Linked DNA regions of Zea mays: region 2 is linked to region 1. Evidence: chromatin contacts called from public Hi-C data. All regions are on one chromosome and are shown on one strand. Each heading gives the region's core, a stretch centred on a gene start, on an enhancer-like site or on the middle of the called end of the contact. The rest is flanking DNA. Distances are from core to core; before and after follow the strand shown.

What was found. Hi-C and Micro-C count contacts between places; a contact is called where the count stands out from the background.
Region 2: a Hi-C map of ear shows a contact between it and region 1, with 1.7 times the contacts expected there. The contact joins the promoter of LOC100193117 here to the promoter of LOC100192839 in region 1. A contact is called at or near these places in 3 of 25 Hi-C or Micro-C datasets (ear, leaf and tassel).

The regions. Positions count from the first base shown.
Region 1 is chr5:162,735,025-162,740,534 of Zm-B73-REFERENCE-NAM-5.0, reverse strand. LOC100192839 reads left to right here and starts at 2,357. Exons shown (of 9, transcript NM_001138030.1): 1 at 2,357-2,647; 2 at 2,936-3,097; 3 at 3,714-3,824; 4 at 4,444-4,520; 5 at 5,034-5,115; 6 at 5,204-5,259. The coding sequence starts at 2,974.
Region 2 is chr5:162,872,881-162,878,390 of Zm-B73-REFERENCE-NAM-5.0, reverse strand. It overlaps LOC100193117, which reads left to right and starts at 2,446. Exons shown (of 8, transcript NM_001138278.1): 1 at 2,446-2,628; 2 at 2,869-3,005; 3 at 3,110-3,186. The coding sequence starts at 2,897.

The DNA.
Region 1 (5,510 bases), core at 1,108-3,607:
TGGTTAGAAGTTGGAAAACTTGGATGGCAATGAATGTGGGGTGGTTGGGGTATTTATAGCCCCAACCACCAAATGTGGCCGTTGGGGAGCCAGTCTGCTCGATGGCGCACCGGACAGTCCGGTGCACACCGGACATGTCCGGTGCCCCTGCCACGTCATCAGTGCCGTTGGAATCTGACCGTTGGAGTTCTGACTTGTGGGCCACCCTTGATGTCCGGTGGCGCACCGGACAGCTCCTGTTCATTGTCCGGTGCGCCAGTATGGGCAAACCTGACGTCTGCGCGCGCTGCGGCGCATTTAATGCCTCTGCAGGTAGCCGTTGGCGCGGGATAGCCGTTGCGCTGGAGTCACACCGGACAGTCCGGTGCACACCGGACATGTCCGGTGAATTATAGCGGACGAGCCGTCGGCTTTTCCCGAAGCTGAAGAGTTCCTGAGGCCGCTTCTCCATGGCGCACCGGACACTGTCCGGTGTACACCGGACAGTCCGGTGAATTATAGCGCGAGAGCCCCTGGAAATTCCCGAAGGTGGCGAGTTCGAGCTGGAGTCCCCTGGTGCACCGGACACTGTCCGGTGGTGCACCGGACACTGTCCGGTGGCACACCGGACAGTCCGGTGCGCCCAGACCAGAGGGCCTACGGTTGGCTCTTTGCCCTTTTGTTGAACCCAACACTTGGTCATTTTATTGGCTATGTTGTGAACCTTTGACACCTGTATAACTTATACACTAGAACAAACTAGTTAGTCCAAAGATTTGTGTTGGGCAATTCAACCACCAAAATTATATAGGAACTAGGTGTAAGCCTAATTCCCTTTCAGCATGGCTGCTTCTGGGGGAAACAACAATGAGCACACGCCCACGACGCCGCAGGCTATGGATGTCCTCGTGCGCCGCCTCTGACCCACCGCACCTTGTAGCTGCCGGCGACCACACCCTCCTCGGCGAAGGCCTTCGGTTCTCGACGTAGACCCGCTCCACGAATGTGCGCGTCGCCGCCTGCAACCTTCCGACGAAAGAGCCGATCTAGGACGCCATCCGACCCTGGCACGCGCTCCCGCACCAACACCGATGGACCCGCAGCAGTCCACACCACCTCGCCCAAGCCGGACTACCCACCGCGGCGACTGCCTCCCCACTCAGAGATTTCACAGCAACCGCGAGCGCTGCCTGTCCCTTCCACCTTGGCGTCGCTGCCCTCCTTGTCCTCCTCGGGCTCAACACGGGCGGGGAGCGAGGGTGGCACGGAGGTGGATTGGAGCCGCGAAGGCCATCGTCACGCGGGCCTCATCGACGTCCTCGTCATCGGGCTTAGCGTGGGTGGGAAGCGGGGGCGGCGCGGAGGCGGATCGGAGCCGTGGAGGGTTGGGGACTTGCGGGGGAGAAAGAGGAGGCGTCGACGTGCTAGCAGTTGGGAGCATTGGGAGGTTAGGGATTGGGTACAACCGTGCGGGTGGGTCGCGTGATCGGACGACTGGTGGGATCAGACGGTTGAAAAGCATAATGATAAAATAGACGGTTGAGATTACATAACGGCAAAACGACAGGCTACTTTTACAGCCTTAATAAGTAGTAGAGATTTGAATATAGACATAAAAAATCAAGAGCTATTGTACAAGTAACAAGTAAATGTAGTAATATTGAATAACAGGATGGAATTAGGGATGACAATTGGACTGGTGGGTATGGATACCCATGGGTTTCGTACCCCGTGGACATGGATACGGGTTGGAAAACTCACCCGTGGATCCTATCGGGTCGGGTACCCGAAATACGTCGGGTAGGGTACGAATAGTATATTTTACCCATAGATATCCACTGGATACCTAAAATATTAATTCACAATTTTACATGTTGAGTTTTTGGCCCATGAAGCAAAGAAAAAAAAAGCCCAAAGCAGTGGACTCGCGGTTGGGCCGTCCCGTTCGTATTCTCCTGAGGCTCTGTTCGTTTAGTCCAGATTAGAGGCCAGAACCATTTCAACTTATCAAGCTAATACAAATTTGTGAACTATTTCAATCCGGAACCAATCCACTAAAGCATTCCGGAAGAATCGAACGGGCACTAAACCTAATGGTGTGTTTGGTTTGTGGAGTCATTCTATACTTCACGAGGTCATGCATTATAGGTTCATTCCATCAATTTTAATGAAATCAATCCACTCCTTATTTATATACTAATTATTAGCTTATGAGAAATATGGTGATAATGGATAACTCATTCTATTCCACGAACCAAAGTTCCCTAACCGGCTAACCCTAATTTCACGGCCGCCCACCCGCCAGCGCCCTGCGCCCAGCCGGCACCCTAAGTTCCCACTTCCCAGTTCCCACCCGCCAGCCGCCAACCGCCCAGCCCGCTGCCCCGCTCCCGCCCCGAGCTGCGCGGCTGCGCCCCCAAGCTGCGCGCCTGCGCCGTCCCCGAGGCCCGAGCTGTGCCTGCGTCGTCCGTCGTGGCCCGAGCTGCGCCTGCGCCGTCCCCGAGGCCCGAGCTGCGCGGCTGCGCCCCCGAGCTGCGCCGTCCGTCGGCCCCCACTCGTCGTTCCTCCCGTCGCGCGGCGCAGCGCTCACGCAAGGCCCTCGGACCAGCAGATCGACGGCTTCACCGCGGATCGACCAGCAGATCAACGCCGCCCTTCAGACCCTCAGGTACTCAGTAGTCAGTACTTAGTTAGAAGCCCAATGTCAACTCCACAAGACAGTAGCAGTCGTCGCAGTGGCATAGGAGCAGCTCCTGCTGATGCTGGTAGCTCTAGAGATCCCACTCCATCTGATGCAGCAACCCAAGGGACAAGGAATGATGTTGTTGAAATAGATGATGCTGCACAGGTTGGGTGTAAGAGGAAGTTGAAGTCTAAAGTATGGGAGGATTTTGTTAGAGTTACTGTATCAGCTCAAGATCAATATTTTTTTACTGGGTCCGACCCTGAATTGCAGGATTCAACTGTATCAGCTCAAGATCAATATTTTTTTAAATGAGTAAGCTTGCAAATATGTTCTCGGCTCTTTGTCTGGATGCTGAAAGCAATGAAGATGTTGGCCGAGCTGAAGTACCACAGGCGTCTTCCAGCACAGACAAAACTGCTGCAAGCAAACCTGGTTGGTGCTCTTTTAGCCCTTCCATCTTGAATGGAACTTGTGGATATATTAAGTAGTGTTCTTTCTTTATTCTCCATGGGAATTGCATTTCTGGTTCATTTATATCCCTGCAAGTTTAATTGGCTACACCTATTTGGTGGTCAAGATGAGTCTACAAGGACAATTAAATTGATGAGAAAATAGTACCGACCAGATTTTTGTCATTGCATGATGATTATATACTCTAATGTCTTGGTAATATGCAGCAATTTGCCAAGGTTATTGAGCCCTTCTTGTCTTTGTCCTGTTTTTTATTCGAAACAGAAAGTTCTACTCAGTAATTTAGGGGCCCAGTGCTAAAAGCAAATTTGACCCTGCATTTGAGGAACGCATTGCTGGCACCATTTTTTTTGGTGCTAGCACTATTGGGAAACCTGTTTTTACCTAAAGTTTTGAATTAGATTATTGTAGCAACGGAGAGACAATTAATATATTTTTGGTAGAAGAACCTCATTTTTTACTTTTGACAGCACGTATTATGTGTCATTGTTTATGACCACATGCTACTGTAGCTGTTCCAAATCTTCATTTTTTATCAAAAACATTGATTTAATTGGAAATTTCATTTTCTTTCCAGATAAAAATGAGCAGAATGACACAACTGCAGTAAACTATGAGGAGGCAGCACTTGTATCATCATCTAGTGATTACAGGATGCCTTTGGTGTGGATAGACTTGGAAATGACCGGTGAGTCTTTTCTAAACTTATACATTCTTTAATCTGAAAATCATCAGGGAATTCAGTTTCGGTGGTGCATTATTATTTACTTGTTTGTTTGTTTTCATAATATAATTTTAAATTACAATATAATTTTAAATTACAATATTATGTTCTGTAATAACTTTTAACAGCTCGTGTGTTGCATAGCATGGGTTTTCCATGATTTTTTTCGAAGAATTTGTCCATACTTTTCAGAACATACAAATTGTAGTGCCATTCATGGTTTCATATGATGTGCTTTTGCATAGTGAATATGGCCTGTCATAGATTTCTATTGCACAACTGGACAAATTCCAGACCGTGAGGGATTCAATTTTACATTTTTTGAGAAAACTTGTGTTGTCTATAAGAAGATCTACTTAAAGTGCAAAAAAAAAATCGGAATATTTCATAATGATTTCTGTGAATATGTTAATGCTGGAAAGAGTTGTTACATCTTAGAAATAATATTTTTTAATGTTTCCAGATTGTTTTGTGGATAGATAGTCAACTAAAAAATAGTTATTTTGCTATCTTTTGCATTTAGACAGCCTTATATGTTTAATGTTATGTAAGCAATTAAACATGCACTTCCTCGACTTTGTAGGTTTGGATATAACAAAAGATCGGATTTTGGAGATTGCTTGTATCATAACGGATGGCAAACTTACAAAACAAATAGAGGTTGTCGTCGAAACGAAGTGCTTTTGTTGGTTTGTTCTATAGAGCTTTTGTAAAATGTGATGATGTTGTGCTGAATCACTTTAATATTTCCTATGAAACATCCAGATCACATTCTTTGGGGCACTGAGATCTTTGTTTGAAGATTAAATAGAAAGATAATGACATGCTACTCTCTCTGCCCCTAATTATCTCTGTTTGTTAAAATTATGTTGTGGTGGCATGATTTTTATTAAATATTGAGGGAGCAGTGGTTTCAACTAGAAATATGTTCACGGATTTGACCCCAGCTTGCACACCACATTATGGTAAAAGGTTTCAACTAGAAATATGTTCACGGATATGATACTTCAAATGCTTTAACACAGAGTTCGTGCCAATGCTACCTTAGTGATTATATCATTAAGAAAAGAAAGTGTTCATTATTTGTAATTCGCTAGTCATGTCAATGCCTCATACATGTCAGCACCATGTAGAAATTGAATTATTTAACATGATTGCCTTGCTATTTTGCAGGGTCCTGACTTAGTTATAAGCCAGAGCAAAGATTGTTTAGATAATATGGATGAATGGTGCAAAACTCATCATGCAGCTAGTGGTACATACTACTCTTTTCTAAAAATGATATTTTTCTGTTTTATTTTTATGTCTGAACGTAATTCCAAGAGTCTTGATTTCTAATTTAGGTTTGACGGAAAGAGTACTGCAGAGTGAACTTTCTGAGCATGATGCAGAGGCAAAAGTATGTTTTTCTGTTTGTGGTGAACATGCCCCACCCCACCCCACCCCCATGTGAAAATTTGTTTGTAGACATAACTGAAGCTCAAGTTCTCGAGTATTTGTCACAGATATTTCTAAGAATGTCTCCACTAATTTGAGAGGACTACATTTTGCTCTTTTTTCTGTTTTGCTGTCTTGAATAACCCATCCACAATACTCTAGTAATCTAGTTTAATTTGGCACCTTTGTCTGAAACCTTTGCCATTTGAATAT
Region 2 (5,510 bases), core at 1,197-3,696, 140 kb before region 1:
TTTGTAGTTGGTGGCTCCATCCGAAGTATAGCTTCAATTTTACTTGGATTAGCTTCAATTCCTTTTGTTGAAACCAAGCATCCAAGAAATTTCCCCTTCTTCACTCCGAAGACGCATTTTTCTGGATTTAACTTTAAACCAGCTTGCCTGAAACTGGCGAAGGTCTCCTGCAGATCAGCAATATGATTCTCCTGCTTCGTGCTTTTTACAATGATGTCATCAACATAAGTTAACACATTTCTGCCTATTTGAGATTGGAGAACCTTCGCAGTCATTCGGCTGAAACTTCCTCCAGCGTTTTGAGCCCCTCAGGCATCCGAAGATAGCAATATGTGCCACTTGGAGTTATGAAGCTAGTCTTCGGCTCATCTTCCTTCTTCATCCAAATTTGGTGATAGCCTGAATAATAGTCTAACAGACTCATGAGCTTTGAAGAAGCTGCTGCATCAACTAAAGAGTCTATCCTTGGGAGTGGGAATTCATCCTGCGGACAAGCCTTGTTAAGATCTGTAAAATCGATGCACATTCGCCACTTGCCATTGGCCTTTTTTACCATAACAGTGTTAGCTAGCCATTCTGGGTACTTCACTTCTCTGATAACTCCTGCACTGAGGAGTCTTTTGACTTCGTTGCGAGCACCTTCGGCCTTATCATCTGACATTTTCCGAAGCCTTTGCTTTCTGGGTCTGAAGGATGGATCGACATTGAGCGAGTGCTCAATAACATCTCTATTAACTCCGCAGAGATCATTGGCTGACCATGCAAAAACATCCTTGTTATTGAACAAAAACCTTATCAAGGTTTTTTCCTGCTCTTCGGATAATTGAGAGCCTAACAGCACCTTCTGCTCTGCTATGTCCTCACATAAGAGCATAGGCTTTGGCTGATCTGCTGAAGCTGCTTTCTCCCTTCTGAACTTGTACTGTTCACAGGCTTCGGCTCCATCTATGTTATGGATTGCTTTTGAGTCAGTCCAATTGCCTTCGGCCCTTCTTGCAGCTTCTATGTTGGAGACTTGCTCTCAAATGCTATGAATCAAGAGCAAGGCAACATAAAATATTAAATAATAACATCCTTCGTCCTTAAGACATTATTCCCTTCGGGATAAAGAATCTTGGACGAAGGTTGGAAAGAGTATAATTACGAAGTTAAACCTTCGTAATAAAACTTCAATGGATATTCATAAGATAATATAAAAAAGGTATAAGATGAGTAAATAAATTATATTATATTTATTCATTATATTGAATTATTAAATACAATAATACCTATGCCTTGGCAAAGGTTGAATTCCGAGAGATGCGATTGCAATCCAGAATCTGTGAACAGTAACGGAATACTGTTCACTATTTATAGGCACAGGACGCAGCCTGTGAGGAATTACAAGTATACCCCTTATAAAAACTTACAACATTGACTCAGACCTTTATGGACTAGAAGGTCATTCTATCTTTAAGTCGGTTTGTAATGCCGAAGCTTCACGAAGAGGAACCTTCGGCTATCTTATATAAACAGCTTCAGCCGAAGACCACTTCTTCCTGTAAGACCTTCGGCGACGAAGCATAGACCCAACAGTACCCATTCGATGGCTCGACATCACATGTCTACATGGTCTTTCCTTTACCACGATGTCGACTCTGTTAGTCAAATCAAAAAATATATATGCGGAGAGCGGGGACAATCAATAAAAAAATCTTGAGATATTTTTGGTGGATAGTTTACGTGCGTATTGTTGTGAGCCGTCGCAACGTACGAGCAACTGACTATTGAGTCTTTATACATATGTTAAAGAGTTAGGATTGTACTCTCTCCGTTCCGGTATATAAGACATGACTAAATTTAGATTAAAGACCAATAAATGTATTTGATTCTCTCTATATCACTATATCGATATACGTGTGCATAGAGACAAAAACAAAAATTAATTATGCCTTATATTTTAGAAAGAATGGAGTATTATTCAGTTTTTAGTTGTTTCTTAATACTTTGAAATGTGAGTAAGAGTCTCAGGGTTGTAATGCCTTGACCCCCTCGTTCATTGAACAAAGCATCTCCATGCCCCCCTGCTACCTAAACCCGTCTAGATTCATTGCACCTGCTGGTCGTTTGAACTTTGAACCGAGCGGCAAGCAACCCTTTCTCCGAGCCGCCCAAATCCGTACAGCGCCCATGCCCTTCTCACGTGCATGCCCCCCTCCCCAAAACCGCACACACGAGAGGAAAAAAAGGGGGGCTCATTTTCCTACGAGATCCCGTGGAAAACGGCCGGGTGCGGCAGGAGAGGCCGGGGTGCCATCACGTGCCGGTGACCACCGTCCTGATCCTCATCCCCTCGCTCGCTGCGCCTGGCCTGACGTGTCCCCCCGGTCCGTGTGTACGCTGGCGTCCGGCGGGATATAAAGGCGGTCCCGCACCCACCTCTTCTTCCTCCTTTTTTTCTCTCATCCGAATTCCCAGGCAGGCAGGTCGGCGAGGAGGGCAGGAAGACCGAAGACCGAGCCGTGCGGGGGCTCGGGACGGGAACGGGACAGGACCCCAAAATCTCAGATCCTTCCTGCCCGCCCGCCCGTGCCCGTCGACGCGTCGTTCTTGCCGGCCGCGCCCCACCTCCGCCCTCTCCTCCTCCAGGTAGGTGAATGGTGATTGCTGCAACCGACCGTCTTCGATGGACGGGGATTCTTCGGTGGGGTTGGATTGGTACGCGGTGTGGCGGTCGGATTCGGAGACTGCTCTGCATACTCCCGCGCGCGCATTGGGTTTTGGTGTTTGGGATTTCATTTTCTCGAGGGTTCCGTCTTCGCGGTGGCAACCATGGTTCGGATTGGGACGGTGGATTTTTGACCCTCGCCTCTGCATCTGTTTCCGCAGGGGGATCGGATACGCCACAGGCTGCGCGATGGTGCTGTGGGTCTTCGGCTACGGCTCCCTCATCTGGAACCCCGGCTTCGACTTCGACGACAAAATCCTCGGCTTCATCAAGGGCTACAAGCGCACCTTTAATCTCGGTATGGATGCTTGTTTTGCAGGCGCTTGCTTGGGTTTGGGTACACCCTCGTTGACGCGAACCTCAGCCTCAACTTTCTCCCTTGTTCTGTTTCCCACCCCGCAGCTTGCATTGACCACAGAGGCACACCGGAGCATCCGGCGAGGACCTGCACGCTTGAAACCGACGACGAGGCCATATGCGTAAGAAACCAACCACTTCGTGTTTATCCTTATTTTCCCTGTTTGCAGTGTTCTTGTTGCAAAGATGAATTATCTAGCTTTTACTGCAGGTGGTGACACAATATTATATGTGCAATTTAGATATGGATTTGGACGACTCAAATCATTAACTGAAATGTACTTAAATAATGTCCTGTTTGTGTAGCATCTTTGCATGCCCCCCCCCCCCCCCCCCCCCTTTAACGAGAATTTTGACATTAATCACATTATAAAATACGACACGCTGGGCTTCAACGAAATTGAGGCGCTGGGAAGGGATTCGATGATTTGGAAACCCACACGACACACAGTCGCTGATATGGACAGGGATTCTCTCTTAGCTGCGACGGACAGAGATTTAGCTACTGGAGGTGACGCCGTCAGCTACCTGTGACCTTTCTCTCACCTTTGTCGTCAGCTACTCGCATTTTCAGATTCAGTTTTCTATTGTGCCCACAGCTTTGTCAGGCCTATAATTTATGTGATAGTCCTCCTTGCTTGTGAGTTTCTTCTGGGGCTTAAGCTCTGTAATTCAAGTGGTTCATCAGAGCTTGTGGCAAGTAGAGAGTTCAGGATTGTGGCAAGTAGAGAGTTCAGGATTTTGTCGTTTTGCTGTTTCTCTAGGCTGCCCATTCTCTTCCCTTCGGTACTGGGAGGAACTGCAGAGTAGACATCATTCAGCTAGTGAACAAAATCAGATTCAGAAATCAAGTTTTATGTGCTCATTTTCTGTTCTACACACGCAAACTTGATGTTTCGACACACACAAACCTGAAATTCATGTGCACATTTTCTGTTCTACACAGAACCTGAAACCAAACACACGTGGACCTTTTCACACACATCTAGTTTACCTCTGCAACAACCTCTTTGGCATCAGCCACCCTGCCTCCCTTTGCCAATCCCTCAACCAACCCTTTCATTGTTCTAAAATCTGGCACCTTACGCCTCTTTAAGCTATCCTTGAAGATGCCCAAACCAGCATCAAAGTCTCCATAGGCACAGAGTTCTGCTAACATGTGCTTGTACGTGGTAGCATCTGCCGAGCACCCCTTCTCAGCTAGGGAGTGGTAAAGAACCTTAGCATCCTCCAATTTGCCACTCTTGCAATAGCTAGTCATGAGGAAATTGTAGGTGATGGTGCCCGGCTTCACTCCAGCCGCTTCCATCTTCTGTCATCACCTCCATAGCCTCTTCTGGCTTTCCATGGAGCGCGTAGTACATGGCCAGCACACTAAAACAAACACAGATCTTGGTGGAGCTCTGTTCTTCAGTTCTACTGCTGCCTGTGAGCACTGATCTTCAGTTTCTTCCTGGGGTAATTTTCTTAACTAGCCATTTGACACTTTTTGGTGGAGAAGTAGCAGGTGCTTGAGCTGATACTAGTCCAGCAGTTGTGTGTTCATCTTCATTATCAGTTGCCCCTGTCACAACAGCTGTTTGCCTTGACACTAGTCCACCAGTTTGATGTTCATCTTCATTATCAGTTATGTGGACTGTCTCAGCAGCTGTTCTGTTGTTTGTGTACTGAAGTTCATCAATACCCTGTTGTGATGTCAAAGTCCGCAACTCCTTCTGTATCCATTTTTTGTCGTACTCTTCTGTGGTTTCCTCTTCCTACAAAGTGTCGGTGTCCCGGGCCGATGGATCCATGAAGGAGATGGCGAGACGGCAGTCCAGCCAGCCGGTCGTGCTCCATCTCCACTGCAGGGAATGGGGAATGGGGAGAATAGGTCACAACAGCTAGTACTCCCAGTCGATCTCCACCCAGCCAGCACTGCAATGCGGACGACACCTAGCATCTACCGGAGAGAATGGGAACGAAGAAGACAGAAGGGGAGCTGATCTCCAGGAGGAACTCATGGGTGACGGCGACGCGAGCAGTGACGGCATTGCGGACGGCAGCTGTGCCCGCGCAGACTAATCCTCACGGCGGAGGATTAAGCTGTGTCTAACGCGCCTAAGAGAGAATCCATGTCTATACCAGCGTCTGCACATCATGTGGGTTTCCAAATCATCGAATCCCTCTCCAACACCTCCGTTTCGTCGAAGCCGAGCGTGCCGTGTTTTATAATGGCAAAATTCTCCTTTTTAACACGGTGACACAATATTACATGGGCAAGGCACTTTGCATGGGCTGTCGTCATGAATTTCTTTCTGACAACAGATTGGCCCAACTTGTGTTCTTTCCAATTGCCGTAATTACAGAAAACTGTTTTTAATGAATTGTTATTCAGTTTTGCGTCACAATTTCCATATTCTCGCATGAATATGTAGCTCTGCATTGGCCTTGAAATCTTATCGAG